Linked DNA regions of Mus musculus: region 2 is linked to region 1. The links are chromatin contacts, called in public Hi-C maps. All regions are on one chromosome and are shown on one strand. The core of a region is the stretch at or near the end of the contact, and the rest is flanking DNA. Distances in the headings are between cores, read along the strand shown.

Region 1 (3,222 bases), core at 593-3,092:
TCTGCCTTAAGAAACAGCAGTCTTGAGTGAATGAAACTTCTTAAAATACCTTCAGAGGCTGTGATAAACCTTAAATGTTCTGGTTGACAATATGCTAAAAGGTTCCTCACCTGTCTGTGGCTGCTTTTCAGGAGGTGAGGCTTCATGGAAGGACATTAATATATGTCTAAGGACCCACATGGTGAAAGGAGAGAACAGATTCACCTCATACATCTTGTCCTCTCACCTGACCTGACAGGAACAGAGACATTCACACCTCTCCCCCCTCATACACACAAACAATACATATGGAAATATTCATAAATTTTAAAAATTAACCACATCTTCCTTAAACCTTGTTTTCATACACAGAAAAAAAACTTTAAAATGCTAGCATTATTGAAAGAGATTTTAAAACTTCCTTTTCTGTTGTAAATAGTTGCTTCTATGGTTATGGTGAGGGATGTGGCATTGAAGGTGATATCCATAATCCACCTGCTCCTTCTCTCTTTGATACTCAGGTTCTATGACACAAGCTTCTTTGCTTCTATTCTATTTTGTGTATGCTCATAAATGATGTTGGTTTGTCATTGGTGGGTTCAAGAAACCAAGAAGCATCACTGAAAGTGGCAAGATGATATGTCAATGTAAGCCTTTTTACTTTTTCAGTTGATTTGTCCAGGTGTTTTGTCATAGTAACAGAAAGATGACTGACATACAAGGCAACCTCTGCTAATAAGAATCCCTATATTTTTAATAGGCTTGACATTTTATGGAAAGCAGAGCCCTCTGCTTAGAGTACAGGGAACCCTGTGGAAAATGGGGAGGAAGAGACATACCTATGAGAGGTCAAGTAAACCAGGGCAAGGCAACTGAAGTGGCAATCACAGGTCCTTCTTGGTCTGTGGGAGTTCTTCTGCATATCTTTTGTTTTATTTTGTTTTGTTTTGTTTTGTTTTGTTTTGTTTTGTTTTGTTTTGAGACAGGGTTTCTCTCTATAGCCCTGGATTGTCCTGGAACTGACTTTGTAGACCAGGCTGGCCTCGAACTCAGAAATCTGCCTGCTTCTGCCTCCTGAGTGCTGGGATCTTATCTTTGTTGGCTTAGTGTTTTTGTAGGGCTCCTAACAATGGCAGTGGAGGGTCTCTGACTCCTTTTTCTGCTCTTGAGACCCTTTTCCTCTTGCTGAGTTGCCATGTCCAGCTTTGATATGAGCATTTGTCCTTGGTCTTACTAATTGTATTTTGTTATGCAGTATTTCCTGTTTATCACTTGGAGGCTTGTTTTTTTCTGAAGGAAAATGGGGGAGGAATGGATCTGGGGAAAAGAGAGAATAGGTAGGGTAGAGGGTTGAAAGGAATGGAGGAAGGGGAAGCCTCAGTCAGGATACATTGAAAAAAATTAAAAATTAAAAAATAAAATTAAAAAAAAGGAAAGAAAGTAGGGAAAACAAAACAAAAGAAAGCCATGGAATGGATGCCAGAAACTGTGTTAACCATTGAGAGGTTAAAAACTAGAAGAAACATTAAAACAAACAAACAAACAAACAAAAACATAACCCTGTTTTACTTTTCAGGTACTCTGCCTGGCTGTGATATGCAATAGAAATGCATGTGAGTTTGGAATCGGAGGATCTAGGGTCAGCTGGACAACACGAGTCTAGGAAGCACACTAGCAGGGCTCTGTCTTTTTAAAAAATGAACTGGGATGATTCTGAGTAAAAAAACAATGACAAGTGAGCCGTGCCCGAATGTTTGTGGGGTAGGTAGTGCAGGGGAAGACTTGGGCAGAAATGAAGAACAGCATGTGCCTGTAAATGAGATGCTGTGGAAGGGAGCGGGAAGGCTGCCAGGCACTCTGGTCAGAGTAGGCAGCGATGCAGAGGGCAGAAACACAATTTAAAAGCCTAACAAAGGCAGCATTGAGGAGCCAAGATCTGTGTGCTTGGAACAAGGGCAGGAGCAGTCTTGGATAAAGACTAATATCTTTTTATTAAGCAATAGTAGTTTCATTTATTATACTGCATTGCATAGGACAGACAAGGAAGCGAATTCGCCATCATCTTTATGAAATCTGACGATTCCTATCCTGTGCTGTAGGTTCAACATTCAGCCCACAGCTAATCACTCCACTGAGACTCCATCCCTCTGCATTTCATATTTCAGAAGGTAACGCTGCTCAATCAGCCTTGGGTACATTCTGCTGCTGTTGCTGGCAGCCTTTTGAATGTACTTTGTACTTTACCTACTTTTGGGGGGAAAATGCTTCCAACGCTTTAGCATTATTTAAAAATACTCGGGAATATTTGCCACTGTCTCTAAATCTTTACCCTTTTCAAGACATAAGAAAACCCCCAGCAACTCTTACTGCTAGAGTAACTTGCCCATACTGAATCTGTTTATCTCCATTTCAACTTCACAATTGGTTTCAGAAGTAAGTATATTTTGTAGCATTCCATTGTTTTGTTTTGTTTTGTTTTTTTAAGAAATACACTCTATAAAAATGACTGTCCCTGTTCCTTTCTTAGCAGGAACCAGATAAAGGATGGACTGATTTTCCATGTTGTTCACCAATTTTTAAAACTTATGTAGAGCACTTAGAGGTGTGTGGAGTTCCTGAGTGAGCGAATGGATGGATGAGCTAGGTGAGTGACTTCTGCCCTGCTGCTGAGTCTAAGATCTTGCTGGATAGTTCATTGTACAACCTGGGACTGACTGCTTTAATAAAAGCCATCAGTCTTAATAACTCATGAAACTCATAAACTACATACTTTACTTCCAGTCAGTATTTAACCAATTTTTGAGAATTAATAAAACATAATACATTGTTTTAAGAAAAATCAGAGCCATTCTGATGAAAAAGTTGCAAGATACGACTTAGAAGTCATCAATCTTTCATTTTACCAGGATCCTGAATAAAATTGATAATACCAAGTCCTGATGCCTTCAAAACTGTAATTATAATGATTCTACACAGTGTCATTTTATTTAATCTCATCATCGAAATGTTGACAAGTTTAATAACAAAAACAAAAAACAAAAACAAAACAAAACTCTGTTGCTGTATACAAGAGAGAGATTATAATCCCCAGAGGACACAGGGTTCAGCACAAATCAATGTGACTATGATTATAATCACTGTTGCTGTAGTTATTATCATAAGCTAGAAGTAAGCCTAAAATGACAAAACATGAAAATTCCACAGATGTCAGCCATGTTGAGTTGTAGAGATTCAATACACATC
Region 2 (2,945 bases), core at 262-2,761, 250 kb after region 1:
AAACGCAAGCACTCACAGCTCCCTGGGAAAGAGAAACTAGGAGTCAGGAGCAGAGGGAAGCAAGCTAAAATCCTAAAGGTGGCTCGATGCCCGATGCCCGGTGCACTCAGCCTGGGCCCTGGGCGGAAATACTGCAAAGAAGCTCATCTAACTCAAGAAAGTTAAGACTGACTGTATTATGCAAAGTCCTAAAAGGCAGTCACAAGATAACCTGAGTGGCAGAATCCTACTTCTTTCTCCAGGACCAGATGCAGCGACTGTAACCCTTTAGTGCCCGACCGAAAGAAGGAGGTGGTGGGGAAAGGCAGAAAGAAACAGAGGGTGGGAACATCGGAGCTTATGAAAAAGGCCATCCTCTTGCTGACTGCATCCCCAGCATTCCCCCAAGAAGCTTAGACAGCCTGGGAAACTGGGCCGAGGCAGCATAATGAAGACCGGAGCTCTCCCCCAACCCCCCAAGCAGGATTTTCTAAAGCACTGGCTGCCTCCTCTCCTTAAAGTATCTCTAAGAGAAAAATCTCCTGGTCCAAGAGGGATCTCCTTACTGAGAGATTTTTTTTTCCCCCCAAGGCAAAGTTGAGAGGCAGAAGGCTGCTTGGCTTCCCCACTGACGCCACAAAACCCAGGTTTTGAAGCTCGGTGCGAGCGGAGAGGTCGCGATGCCTGGGAGATGCGCGAGGTGGGCTTCCAGCCTGCTCGCCCCATTTCTCCGGCGCCGCGTCTGCAACCCCTTCCGCACAGTGATACCCAAACCCGCAGCCCTCTCCCGAGGAAAGAGGCACAAACTTACCCTCAGGAAGACACGTCCACCGAGGGAGCCCCCTCATCTTCCCCCAGTCCTCTTTCCATTATTCAAGGAGACAGTTTTACCAACACTTCCCGTCAAATTCAAGCCGAAACGGTCAAAGTATTTACCAGTTTGCAGATGCTTTCTTTTCAACCTCTGGAACTGGGTAATTCTTGTTTCAGAATTCAAGATGCTTCCTTTATTTATTTATTTTTTTTTTCTTTAAGCAGCCGCAACCCCAGATCCACCTCCCCCTCCCTCGTTATTCACCCACGGACACTTCCTAAACGTGTGGATTGATGCTTTTTTTCTCTCCAGATGCTGCCAGGATCCAGAATCCTGGAGAACCAAAGCCGCATCCGTGTAATTCCTACCATCAGGCAAGAAATACAAACGATCAAACAACGTTACTTCTTTGAGCTGCGATCAGATAATCCTACTAATCCAATAGATTTATCTCGATTGGAAATTGACCTCAAAGATGAATCCCCAGTGCTCGCGTCCAGTAGAACGATTCCGTAGCCCTATCCGGGTTACCGAAGGGCTGTGGTTTCTTTCTTTCCTTTCCTTTTCTTCTTTCCTTCCTGCCTTTTTTAATTTTTTAAAAATCTTTTTGGATTCTGGGTGCACTGCTCGCAAAAGAAAAAAAAGAAAGAAAGAAAAGAAAAAAATGCCGAGGACCCTGGTTTTCCCCTAATACAGGTTTCTACTCCAAATCGGTGCAGAATGAAAAATGATACAAAGGTACCCCTAGTGGCTCGCGGCGATATTGCAGGGAATTCACTTTTTTCCTCCATCCCCTCTTCACCTTTTCCACCCCCTTCTTGGTCCCCTGGCATCTAGGAATAACTTGCTGTTATAGTAACCAGGGTGCTGAACTCCAATCACTACGAGTAAAATGAAGCTGTCTACTAAACAGGTAGGATGGGTTTTGCCTTTTACTGGAAAACTGAAGGTCTTTTCGACATTTAAAGTTTTTCCCCAATAACATTTAGTAGCTAATATGTCAACTTAGGGAAGCACTATGATTTCAAGGAAATATATTTGTTTCCTAAACACCCATAGTTAGCAGTTAGCATGCACATGCGCTCACACACACACACACACACACACACACACACACAATTCTGTTCTTTTGAAATGTATTGTTTCAGAAAACCATTTAACCTTTTGTTTCCTTTGAATAAATATAATAAAGGATTATCTAGATAATATTTTATCATTTGGAATTTTAAAATATCTTCAATTAAATCTACTTTTTATCTGTGTGTATATGCATGCAGAAAGTTGCATGTGCAAGCACATATGCCAGGACCTATGTATGGAAGTCAGAGTATAACTTTCAGGAGTCTCTTCAGCTCCCTCTATTTAATGGACCCTGGGGACCTAAATCACACCTTCAGTTTGATGTCAAGCATTTTTACCCACTGAGCTATCTTGCCAGCTCTCATTTTGGAATGAGATTTATTTGGAATATATGTGTATGTTTATCATTTTACTCATAGATGTTCATGCACCTATGCACATGCTCCCTGTGTGTGCAGATGCCTAAGGAGGGCAGAAGTCATGCCCTAGAGCAAGAGAGATAGGCCTTTGAAAGCCATCCAGCAAGCATACTAAAATTTGGGTTATCTATAAAAGCAGTAAGCACCCTCATTGTGAAGCCATTTCTCCAACCCATTATCTTGGATTTTTTTATGTCTGCTCAGAAAAGCAGGCACAACGTCTGAGTGCAGAGAAAGGGCAACACCTGACCATCATGACCCAGGTTTCCTGGATGCTTTCTTGAAACCTTTAGAGTTCAGCGGCCTCTGCATCAGCACCAGGAGTTCTGAGAGATTCCAAAGAAAGGAATCAATGCTGTGAATTTCAGGCCTCTTTGGCAAAGCAGTATTCCGCATAGTCTCACAAACAGTGTCTATCAATAAGCCAGCAATCTTTTTAAAATGAAGATTCTAGGTCTTTAGGACTGAGATTCTCCAATTTTAACAAGCCCTCTGAGAACACTTTGATTATCAAGGGCCTGGTAAAATACAGAAGTTGGATTCTCTTTCATGCTGATGGGTTCTGTAGCTGCAAAAACTAGAAAATTTTTCTTAACTGACTAAATAATTAAGCCTTTAAGTGTGTGAACTGTTAAAGAGTCAGGAGACATTTC

The links. A called contact is a pair of places that touch in the nucleus more often than the background predicts.
Region 2: a Hi-C map of neural progenitor cells shows a contact between it and region 1, with 3 times the contacts expected there. The contact joins the promoter of Nlgn1 here to the enhancer-like site in region 1. A contact is called at or near these places in 3 of 484 Hi-C or Micro-C datasets (cerebral cortex and neural progenitor cells), 1 of 115 datasets of contacts at active chromatin or transcription factors (astrocytes) and 1 of 9 other capture datasets (embryonic stem cells).

What each region holds. Positions count from the first base shown.
Region 1 is chr3:25,901,524-25,904,745 of GRCm38.p6, forward strand. The region is part of intron 3 of Nlgn1 (neuroligin 1); the gene reads right to left. Among named protein-coding and RNA genes, the nearest start is that of Nlgn1, 250 kb to the right of the region's middle. Within about 2 kb of position 1,843, at least 51 of the 459 cell types and tissues checked have an H3K27ac peak or open chromatin away from gene starts, as enhancers often do. A contact at or near this core is called in astrocytes, cerebral cortex and neural progenitor cells, where this site is marked.
Region 2 is chr3:26,152,475-26,155,419 of GRCm38.p6, forward strand. Nlgn1 (neuroligin 1) reads right to left here and starts at 1,512. Exons shown (of 6, transcript NM_001357096.1): 1 at 791-1,512.